Linked DNA regions of Drosophila melanogaster: region 1 is linked to region 2. The links are chromatin contacts, called in public Hi-C maps. All regions are on one chromosome and are shown on one strand. Each heading gives the region's core, a stretch centred on a gene start, on an enhancer-like site or on the middle of the called end of the contact. The rest is flanking DNA. Distances are from core to core; before and after follow the strand shown.

Region 1 (4,792 bases), core at 1,907-4,406, about 10 Mb before region 2:
TGCAGCCGATGACGAGGCAGAGCGGGCTGCCGGTCCCTCTCCAGCTGTTGTTGTTGGAGGTAGCGGGGCTTCTGTCGGAGCCAATAGAGCGGGAGAGCAGGAGCGGGCTCTTTCTTGATTTGTTGGTAGAAGAAGGTTTCCTGGGCTATGGGTTATTGACCGCTCGATGTCTGCGTTTGGGATTGTCGGTGAGACGTAGGAGAAGTACGCGTTGTTGCGCTGAATTGAGAGTCGGCGTTCGTCATGCTCGCGCTGACGCTGGGCGCGAGTGTCATTCTGACTCATAGTTTTATTATTTAAGATAACAATTCACTATGTATTTAAGCGATCTTGCATCGCATAGAGCGTCTCTTTCGCTTTCAGATTTTTTATTTAGTTTATTTTATTTGGCGTTCACTTCACTCAAAACAACCGATTTTGTGCGGAGCACGATAAAAACGTCTTCACACGTCGGCGATCGAATTGAAAACGGATATAGTGAGAATATTAATAAACTGTGTGTTTTGATTATTAATCAAAATATCTGAAAGTCTTTACTAAAAAATGTAATTTATGGGATATTTAAATATATAGGGAATATCTAGTGAAACTTATTCCAAAATGGCCAGAAAAAATGCACATTAAAAACGCATTAAAATTGTTCGCTATAATCATTTATCATTACTTCACTTACAATTCAATTATATTCAATGCACGATGCTCAGAAAATCCGCAGATGGCAAACAATTCCAAAAGCGATTCCGAAAAGTCATAAGCAAAATCGTAGAGCTGTCCACGGGTGAAACTTAATAAAGCCTGAGAAAGTTGCTCAAGGCTCAGGTGACAATCATTAAAATAAAACAACAAATAGCTGGCTAACTAACAAAATACAATAACCACAAACCAACTGAAAAAAATGCGATAATTGCTAACAAATTTGTACGACAAGCACATGCCTGACATGCAACACACAAAAGCCACAACGCATTTGAAGAGCGTCTTTCTGGCTTGGCACTAACTAAATGAGTTTTAATTTATTTTTGGCCAGGTTTAAAGAACGTTTTAAGAAAGCTACACATGAGGTTCTTCTGCCTATATAGACTCTAATTCTACTCTCTTGGCTTGTTGCATTTTCTCGACTGCTGCAAATGACCCAGTTTAATGCAAGTGGAACGTTTGACCAACAACTGCAACGCGGCAACAGCTCTTGGCCATAAATAGCCAGCCGCAGATCTTTAGTTGGCTCGTACCAGAATAATAAAAGAGAGGATCAGTGAAGTTTTGCAAAAGGCCGAAGCTTTTATACCCTTGATCTAGTAAAAATGATAACACAAGCATTTAAAAGTCACTTAGATTTGCATTTGCAACGTGAAGAGGAAAAAATTTTAAGCTAGCCTTAAAATAGTGTTATTTCGCATAAAATCATATGACGTACTTCGCGATTTTGATTGCCTGTCTATTAACTTTAACATTTTAACGGCCAAGTTAACACCATAAATTGCTCAGTTTTATTGGCTAATGTGCTATTAATGTTTACGATCCAATGTACTATGGTCTATAACTAGACGAAAATTATACTTTTACCAAATAAACATCACTCAATGAGGCACCTACCCAAGGCATTATTGAATGAATGCTATGGAGATGCGGCTCAAAGTCAGGCTTCGTTCTGAATGGAAGAGAGTTGGACAGATCCATAGAGAGAGAGAGAGAAACACGTTTCATTTGGGATGCTGGAGTGGCGTGGAAGAACTTTCTTCTCATTGATTCTAGCGGCCTGCATATAAATAAATAAATTAAAGAGACTTTCTTTCTGGCGTAGTGTGCGTGAGTCTGTGGCTTTGGCTTTGGTGTCATCATCTATTCAATGCCTCTAAGCTAACGCCTCACTTCTTCGTCTGACCCAAATACTTGGAAGCTCTTTCTCCGGAGGTCAGATCCCAAGTCGAAGTCGAAGTCTGAGCCTGACTTTTTTGTACACCTTGTGTCATTTTTGTTGTTGGCGATCAGAGATCGGGTGTTTGGGTTGGCTGTTGGTTCAACAAGCGGACAGATTATAAACATCAACCCATTTACAAGTATTTCCAGTCCTCTGGCTCGGTTTTCGATTATACGCATCTTTATCGGCATCTTCATTAGTTTGACCCAATTTATTTGAGAGTTCTTTTTACTTTCTATTTTCCCCGCGAACGGCTTAAGAATATAACGCGTTGTGGGACGAACGATTTTATGGACCTCTTGTTAGGCTTTTGATTTGGGGAAGTCGATTTACTTTCATTTGAGGAAATCTTTTTCGGGTTTGTCGAACATTTTTTGATTTATGGGCGTTCCCGAACACTTCCGTTGTGATATTGGTTGAAAAGAAAATAGGTTTAATCGTTTCGGATAGGAAATTTCACCTTACAGCACGAGTAAAAGTAGCCAATTAATCGGCTTTACACACAGCTTTTAAGTTCTGTTCACATGGTATACACCGTTTCAGCACACAGAATTAACCTTTATTAATCCCACAAGCAAATGTGGTCAGCACTCTTTGATGACTTGTAATTACGAAGCGATCAGAAAAAGATTTTTTCACCACACATGCGGTTTAACCTTTAATGTTCTCATCGACCTTTAGTTGGATTCGAATTTAATTATACTCCTTTCTGGGTCGTGCAAATGTAAAGCCCGATTGGCAATTTCTCTGAAACAAAAAATGTTTTATTTGCGAAACTAGAACAAAAGTTATAAATCTCTTATGCGATATCAATCCAGAAATTAGATTTATAACCCAAAGCTGCGGGAATTTTTTCTATTTCGGACAAAAAGAAAGCGGATCTGACTATTAACATAAAATTTTTATAAAGACAAAACATGGAATCGCTTCGTAGACATCAAAGTTCTGCGGTGGTAAAATGTTAAAATTATATTTGCCAGATTTATTGACAAATGGGTTCGGATCTACTTTGTGGAACTAGGTCGAGTGATGATAAAGGGCTTTCGATTGAAGATTTGGAATATGCAAAGAAATTTTGCTGATAAAATAGTTTGATGGACAGCCTAAGAGCTTCATTAAGTTGTTAATGTTTTTCGCATATACTTTTAAGTATTTGAATATTAAGATGGATCTGTTGAGCTGTGCTATAAGAACCGTTAAATGGCTAGGGCAGCCCATCAGTTTGTGTTTGCTAAGCGATTCGGTCGGTTCGCCGGGAATATGAAACTCAATCCGCCAGCTTTTCTACTCCTTCTTGCTCTTATTTCGATCTGCGATCGAAGCTGGGCCGTCTATAATTATAAGCCACCTTCCCGCGGTTATTTCTATCCGAAGCCAGAGCGTTTGCCACCTCTGCCAGTCAATGGATCTACGACTTCCAGTACCGGCCCACCGCCCGGAGTTCAATCGGATTTCATTGATGATCTGATTGAGGGCCATAAGCAGCAAATCTTATCGAATGTCTTGGGCGTGGCCAGTGAAACTCCCTCGGATACAGCCTCCTCACTCGGATCGACATCCTTATCCTCGTCAGCCTCCCCGGTCTTTCCCCTCGAAGGCGGTGGTGCCAAGGCGTTTCGCGTTAATCGCTGTGCCAGCTGCAGTGAGTTGGGGAAATTGTAGTGCCAATCGAAACCAGCCAGGGAATGAAACGATCCCGGCTAATCTCCGGGTAATAATTGGGAATTTGAATCGGTTATTGTACGCCTATCGGAAAACGCAATGCATCCAAACGTGTTTGTGAAACGTGCTGTGAGCATAGTGAACGACTTTATTTCTTTACGCTTTTGTGTAATCATATAGTCCAAATCAATGAAACAGTTGCCATACGGTTAAGCATTCATTAGTAATGGCGCTTTACAACATTTTAAACTGCCAAAACTGTCATTAAATTACAATTAATTAAGTGCTTAGCCAATAAAAAAAAAAAAATTTGCAGACAAATTTTTCATAAAATGTTAAATTGCTAATTTAAAAAATAAATACAATAAGTAATCAAATGTAATTAAAAAATTAATTTAAATTAATTGGCGCACAAAACTTTTCTAATGCTATCTCATATTTTTGTGAATTCGTTACTATCGCTTATCTAAAGAAACCAAACATTTTCGAGTTCAACTATTAAGGTTGCTTAACTTCCGGTCATCCTACGTTTTCACTCCCTGGCTAAGAGAGTCTGCCACCCAAGACCACATCGAATCCAAATTTCAATCCTCTTACAGCCTGCGGCGTTCCGAATGTGAATCGCATTGTGGGCGGCACCCAAGTGCGGACGAATAAATATCCGTGGATTGCACAGATCATTCGCGGTACCTTCCTGTTCTGCGGCGGAACTTTGATCAACGATCGCTATGTCCTGACTGCCGCCCACTGTGTCCACGGCATGGACATGAGGGGCGTGTCCGTTAGACTATTGCAGCTGGACAGGAGCTCCACCCACCTGGGAGTCACCCGGTCGGTGGCCTTCGCCCATGCCCACGTGGGCTACGATCCGGTGAGCCTGGTCCATGATATAGCCCTCCTGCGATTGGATCAACCCATTCCGCTGGTGGACACCATGCGCCCAGCCTGTTTGCCCAGCAACTGGCTGCAGAACTTCGACTTCCAGAAGGCCATTGTGGCGGGATGGGGCTTGAGTCAGGAGGGTGGCTCCACCTCCAGTGTCCTGCAGGAGGTGGTGGTGCCCATCATCACCAATGCCCAGTGCCGGGCCACTTCGTACAGGTCCATGATCGTGGACACCATGATGTGTGCCGGTTATGTAAAAACCGGAGGGCGGGATGCTTGTCAGGTGGGTTTAAAGCTACTTGGAACATTCTTTAAAGGTTACATTTG
Region 2 (4,791 bases), core at 1,551-4,050:
GGGCAGAAGTTAATGGATTCGATAGCCACCACGGTGTAGGCATTATGATTCAAGAAGCGAATGAACTTCTCAAGCAGCCAGAAACCACAAATGCAGCACTTCAAACAGCAGGCGGCACACTCCGATCCCTTGTCCTCGCCTTTTTTTAATCTGAAATGTCATGTTCAATTAGTAAAGAATGGGAAACTCATGCAAAGTGACGATGATTCAACTTACTTGGCGTACAAATAAGTGAGTATCAGGCGGGGAATCTTGAAAATAGTGATGACAAAGGATCCCTTGGCCACCGTACCCAAATGATACTTAACCAGTTTGCCAATGGCGTAAAACGTGGGCGTGCTGGTCGGTTTTTGGAAGTACCAGAAGGCCACGGCTGCGGCCAATGCAAACTGCTGGCATGCGAAAATAAACTCCACTGTCCATATAAGACCCACCACATAGATCCAGAACATGCTGCGAAGAACTCCGGCATCGGCATATTCTACACGGGCATTTGCTGTTTAAGGAAAATATTTGCTTAATTCTCTGGAATCATAGGTGCAGTAACTTAAGAAGAAATCTATTGTATATACAATTTAGATCGAAGAGTTGTGAGGAGAAAACACAGAAATATATACAAATGAGTCAAATTCCGTGCCCTTAGCAAATATCACTTACTTATTCACCAAATCACGTTATAAAATAACAACAAAATGCAAAAATTCAGATTATTTCAAATTCGTCTGCTTTGGGAAACCTGCATAGAATGGATTTACATCGCAGATATATGAGACTACTTACGTCTTAAATCATTGACGTCGGTGCTATTGGAAACGAACAATGCATTTGCTGGCAAAGGCTGTTGATGGGCCTTCGAGTTGTCGAACGGAGCAATGGGACTTTGTCCAGGTGAACTGGCAGTGGCCAGGCAAATGATCACTGCGACCCAAAAGCTTAAGAAGGCTATAAGCACAAGGAAGGCCAAGAGCGGAGCGATCAAAAGACCTGGGAGATTCATCATGCACTGGCCAGCTTCTTCGAAAAGCGCAGATAAGCCAGCCAATTTGTTCTTCAAGAAGTATATGACCACAATAAGGATTATCTGTAAAGGAGACACACTAAGTAACTACCCATAAAGTATTGAATGAGCTAACAAACCATGGTTATGGTGGCCAGAACGGCCAGGGTTAAGACTGCCTGTTGGTTGCGCACAAACTCCTCCAGCATAGAGTACTGTGTGTTAACGCCAGACTTATTGCGTATGTTGTAGTAGGCATACCACAGAGCAACAGTAAGCGCCACACTGGCCACTATGACCAAAACACAGATGATCCAGGAGACGATGCGAGACAGCCAGTGCATCATGGTTACCAGAGCAATGGAAATGACTAGAGAAAAAGGCTTTTTAGAAAATACTTTGGTGAAAGATGTGTCTACTCTTACGCAAAGCTAATCCACAGACCATGGCAATGATGTGCCAGGTGGAGTAGATATCGCCAACGAACTGCTGGGCCACATCCCAGTTGTTGAGCATGTCGTAGTAGTTCTGAACCTTCTCGCCCGTACCCTTGGGCACACAGCGATGTAGGACAGGCGAACTGGAAAGAAGTGATTAGTGTGTGAATTAAATTAGCATTTGATTTGGGTGATGTAATCAACACACACCTCTCATGAACGGGAAAACTGGGACATGGGCCCAGGAAATTGAACGTTTTGGCATCGTTGCCCGCCGTAGTCAGCTGCTGCATGTTGTAGTCGTATTTGCAGAGCTGTGTGCCCGTTTGGCTGTAGTATTCCAGCAGCTCGCTGCCCTTGGTCATAGTTTTGGCGGGACATGACTTAACGCATATCTTGAGGGACTTTTTCAGCTCCTTGACATCGAAATAGAAGAGCTCCGGCTTGTCGAGTGTATTCATGCCGGACAGCGGGAATCCCTGGAACTTTTCATTGTACTTAACGCCACAGGTGTTGCCAAAGGAATCGTAGCCATTGATGATGCGCAGGGGATTTCCATAAACGAACGAAAAGATGGCAATCACTATCTGCAATACAAAAATGAGGCAAATTAAAGTGTATAGATCATTGTTCATGGTGGCCAACGCCCCATGACCAACATGTCATGTCAAGGGGCATTATTAATATAATACCCATGCAAATACTTGACATGGAAATGCTTTCGAGGAGTGGCGTGTCCTGCAGGACAACAGAACAGAACAGCAGAACAACGGGTATCGATTCGCTTCACAAGGGATTTAAGTTGGCTTATACAATGTCGGACTAACCCTGACTGTTAAATCATCGCATTCATTAGAGGAATTAACAATTCCGCGCATGAATCGCTATCCAGCGATGACGACATGAATGAGACATTTTCAAGTAACAAGTAGCCGCTTTCCGCCCGCAAAAACCGCTCACACACACTGCGAAGCAGACAGACGCGCTGCGCAGATGAATGTCTCAGCTTTCACTTTCCCGATACAGACTTTGGCTGTATATATCTCTAAATAGGGCGAAATCTATTTAATTTCTTACCAAAAACAGCCAGAATATAATGTAAATGGCCAGCCAGCAGGTGTCCGTGCAGGACCGGTATTTGGGCCTATTGTTTTGCGCCTCCCCCTCGCCGTCCTTGCTCTCCGCACAGCCCATTTTGCACTTGTTAAGCTGCTCGATAATTAGCGGGCTTACTTCCTCTTATCACTTTGTACTTATATCTATTCCTTCAGTATGTTGAGCAACTTGTTTGTTCTATTTTGATTCAATTCACAACCGACGAAACAACAACAACGCCTAAATCCTCAATGCTCAGGTGTGACCAGAAGGTGCGCGGAAAATAAGACCAGGTATCTGCGGCCTACAAAAAAGACCAACATAGCGGTTTATGGTGAGCGCGAGATTTGAAAATAGTCTAGAAATATATAAAATACTTGAAATATAGTTAAAGCTGAAGAAGTGCAGGAATTTATCCATACCTTTTTCATCGAAAAAGAAAGCCATAGCTTGTAAGAAATTATTCACATTTATTTAAAGATCGGGCTTAGTCATTACATTACATCCGTAGCTAACATTAACATAAGAATAGTAATGAACTGAAAAAAATAATTAAATTTCGAAGTCGTATACTAGAGATTCGATGCTTATTCAATGAATGTGATGTGTGATTTGTCTTAAATACTGAGGACTGGCAGTCGCAGATTCCGCCAATATAACCAAAAGTGTCATTCCAAAATTGTTCCCATGCGCGAAACAATTTTCGAACAAGATTTCGTCATATGCACGATCGACCTAACTAAAGTTATATTCCCTACTTATAACTAACATATAGAGTGGTTTAAGCTACATCCTTGCGTTCTGTGGTAGAACTCGATTCTCCTATAATCTCATGGTGAGGCCGGCTCTGTGATCACTTCTTAACCGTCACCTGGATGCCGCCCTTGACCACCGCCTCTGCAGGTGGTTGTCCGAATCTCCGGCTCTGGTTGAGGTTGCTCTTGCGCCGTATGCTAATCTTTCCAGGCAAAGGGGCAGGTGCAGGTGCAGGTGCAGCCAAGGGAGCCGGAGCACTGGCACTCCTCTGCGTCTCCTCGTCCGCGGCTGGTGGTCTGTAGGTTCGGATTCCGGAGTTGGATCTCACCGGGAGAAGCGTCACCAGCTTATGGACACTGGGTTCCGTACTGCTGGCAGCGAACTGTGAGATCTTGAGCATCTCCTCGTAGTTTAGTGGATCCACCACCTCCACTTCCGCCTCGCCAATCACTGGAATTGCCGCTCCCAGGACTTCAGAGGAGCCATCATCTATAAAACTAGACATTGGCTTAATAAACGGCTCCCTTTCGACAGGCAGAATAGATTCCGGTATCAGTAATGGTATTTCCGTGGTGGTGGAGCTGGGTATTGGTCTCCTTGTGACTTCTTCCTTCGGAGCGTGCTTTAGTTTGTTTTGTGAAAAGGGAGGAAACTTATTGGGAACACTGGGTGTAATGCCCAGCTTGGAGGCCAACGTATCAAAGATCAGGGAGATGTCCTGAATGTTACTGGCGTTGTTGATCCTTGTCTTGATATCGTTTAACGTCAAGTTTTCCGACTTGTCAATGTCCTCCGATACCCAAGCCTGCAAGGTCTGATTGAAGACCTTCCTCATATTCGAGTTGTGTCCAAATCCTTGAGCCGATGAACTATTGACAAACTCCCATTTGGAGTGAGACGGAAATAGGTTTGAGTCGTCCATCATTGTGGGCCGTTCACTGGTGGTTCGAATGCGATTCCTTTTCGTGGTTCTGGGCTCCTCCGTTGTGGTTCTGGTTGTTGTGGTCGGCATCGTCGTGGTTGTGGATTCCTCCAAAGTTTCGTTGGAGAGAATCGATGAGGGGGTATTCCTCTGCAGAATGATTTCCTTGAGGTTCATGAAGTTCGGCTTGGAAAGGCTTACACTGGGGGCCTTCAGAGTATCCAAGGATTCCTCTTCCTCAGGTTCTATGCGGGATTCTATAGCATCCTCTATTGGTTTTTTAGTCGCAGTCGCGTTTTCCTCTTTGGGCAGATTAAGCAGCTCCATGAAGAATTCTCCAATGGTGTCGGCCAACACAGAGTTATCCGTAGGTTTCAGCGAGGGCAGAGATGGAGATTTCGTTGGCTTGGGTGAGCTTTTAACTGGTACGTTTGTGGCTAATGTGGTTACCTCCACTTTCTCCTGTTTCCTTTCCACTTTAGTGGTTATCTCTGGTTGATCTGCCTTCTGATCATTATGCGCCTGAGCTTTCTTCTTTTCCGGAGCCGTCTGATTCGCTTCCTTGACGTGTGCTTCCAACTGCT

Evidence for each region. A called contact is a pair of places that touch in the nucleus more often than the background predicts.
Region 1: a contact with region 2 is called in a Hi-C map of the Kc167 cell line, with 10 times the contacts expected there. The contact joins the promoter of CG4613 here to the promoter of Ctl1 in region 2. A contact is called at or near these places in 4 of 107 Hi-C or Micro-C datasets (the Kc167 cell line, the Ras3 cell line, cellular blastoderm embryo and 1 more).

What each region holds. Positions count from the first base shown.
Region 1 is chr3L:14,520,054-14,524,845 of dm6, reverse strand. CG4613 reads left to right here and starts at 3,156. Exons shown (of 3, transcript NM_001274912.1): 1 at 3,156-3,560; 2 at 4,180-4,748. The coding sequence starts at 3,179. All of the region lies in intron 2 of bbg (big bang), which reads left to right.
Region 2 is chr3L:4,275,971-4,280,761 of dm6, reverse strand. Ctl1 (Choline transporter-like 1) reads right to left here and starts at 2,800. Exons shown (of 9, transcript NM_139627.2): 1 at 2,512-2,800; 2 at 1,645-2,021; 3 at 1,423-1,577; 4 at 1,138-1,367; 5 at 781-1,081; 6 at 217-496; 7 at 1-150. The coding sequence starts at 2,628. It overlaps CG1273, which reads right to left. Exons shown (of 6, transcript NM_139626.2): 6 at 2,984-4,791. The coding sequence ends at 3,383.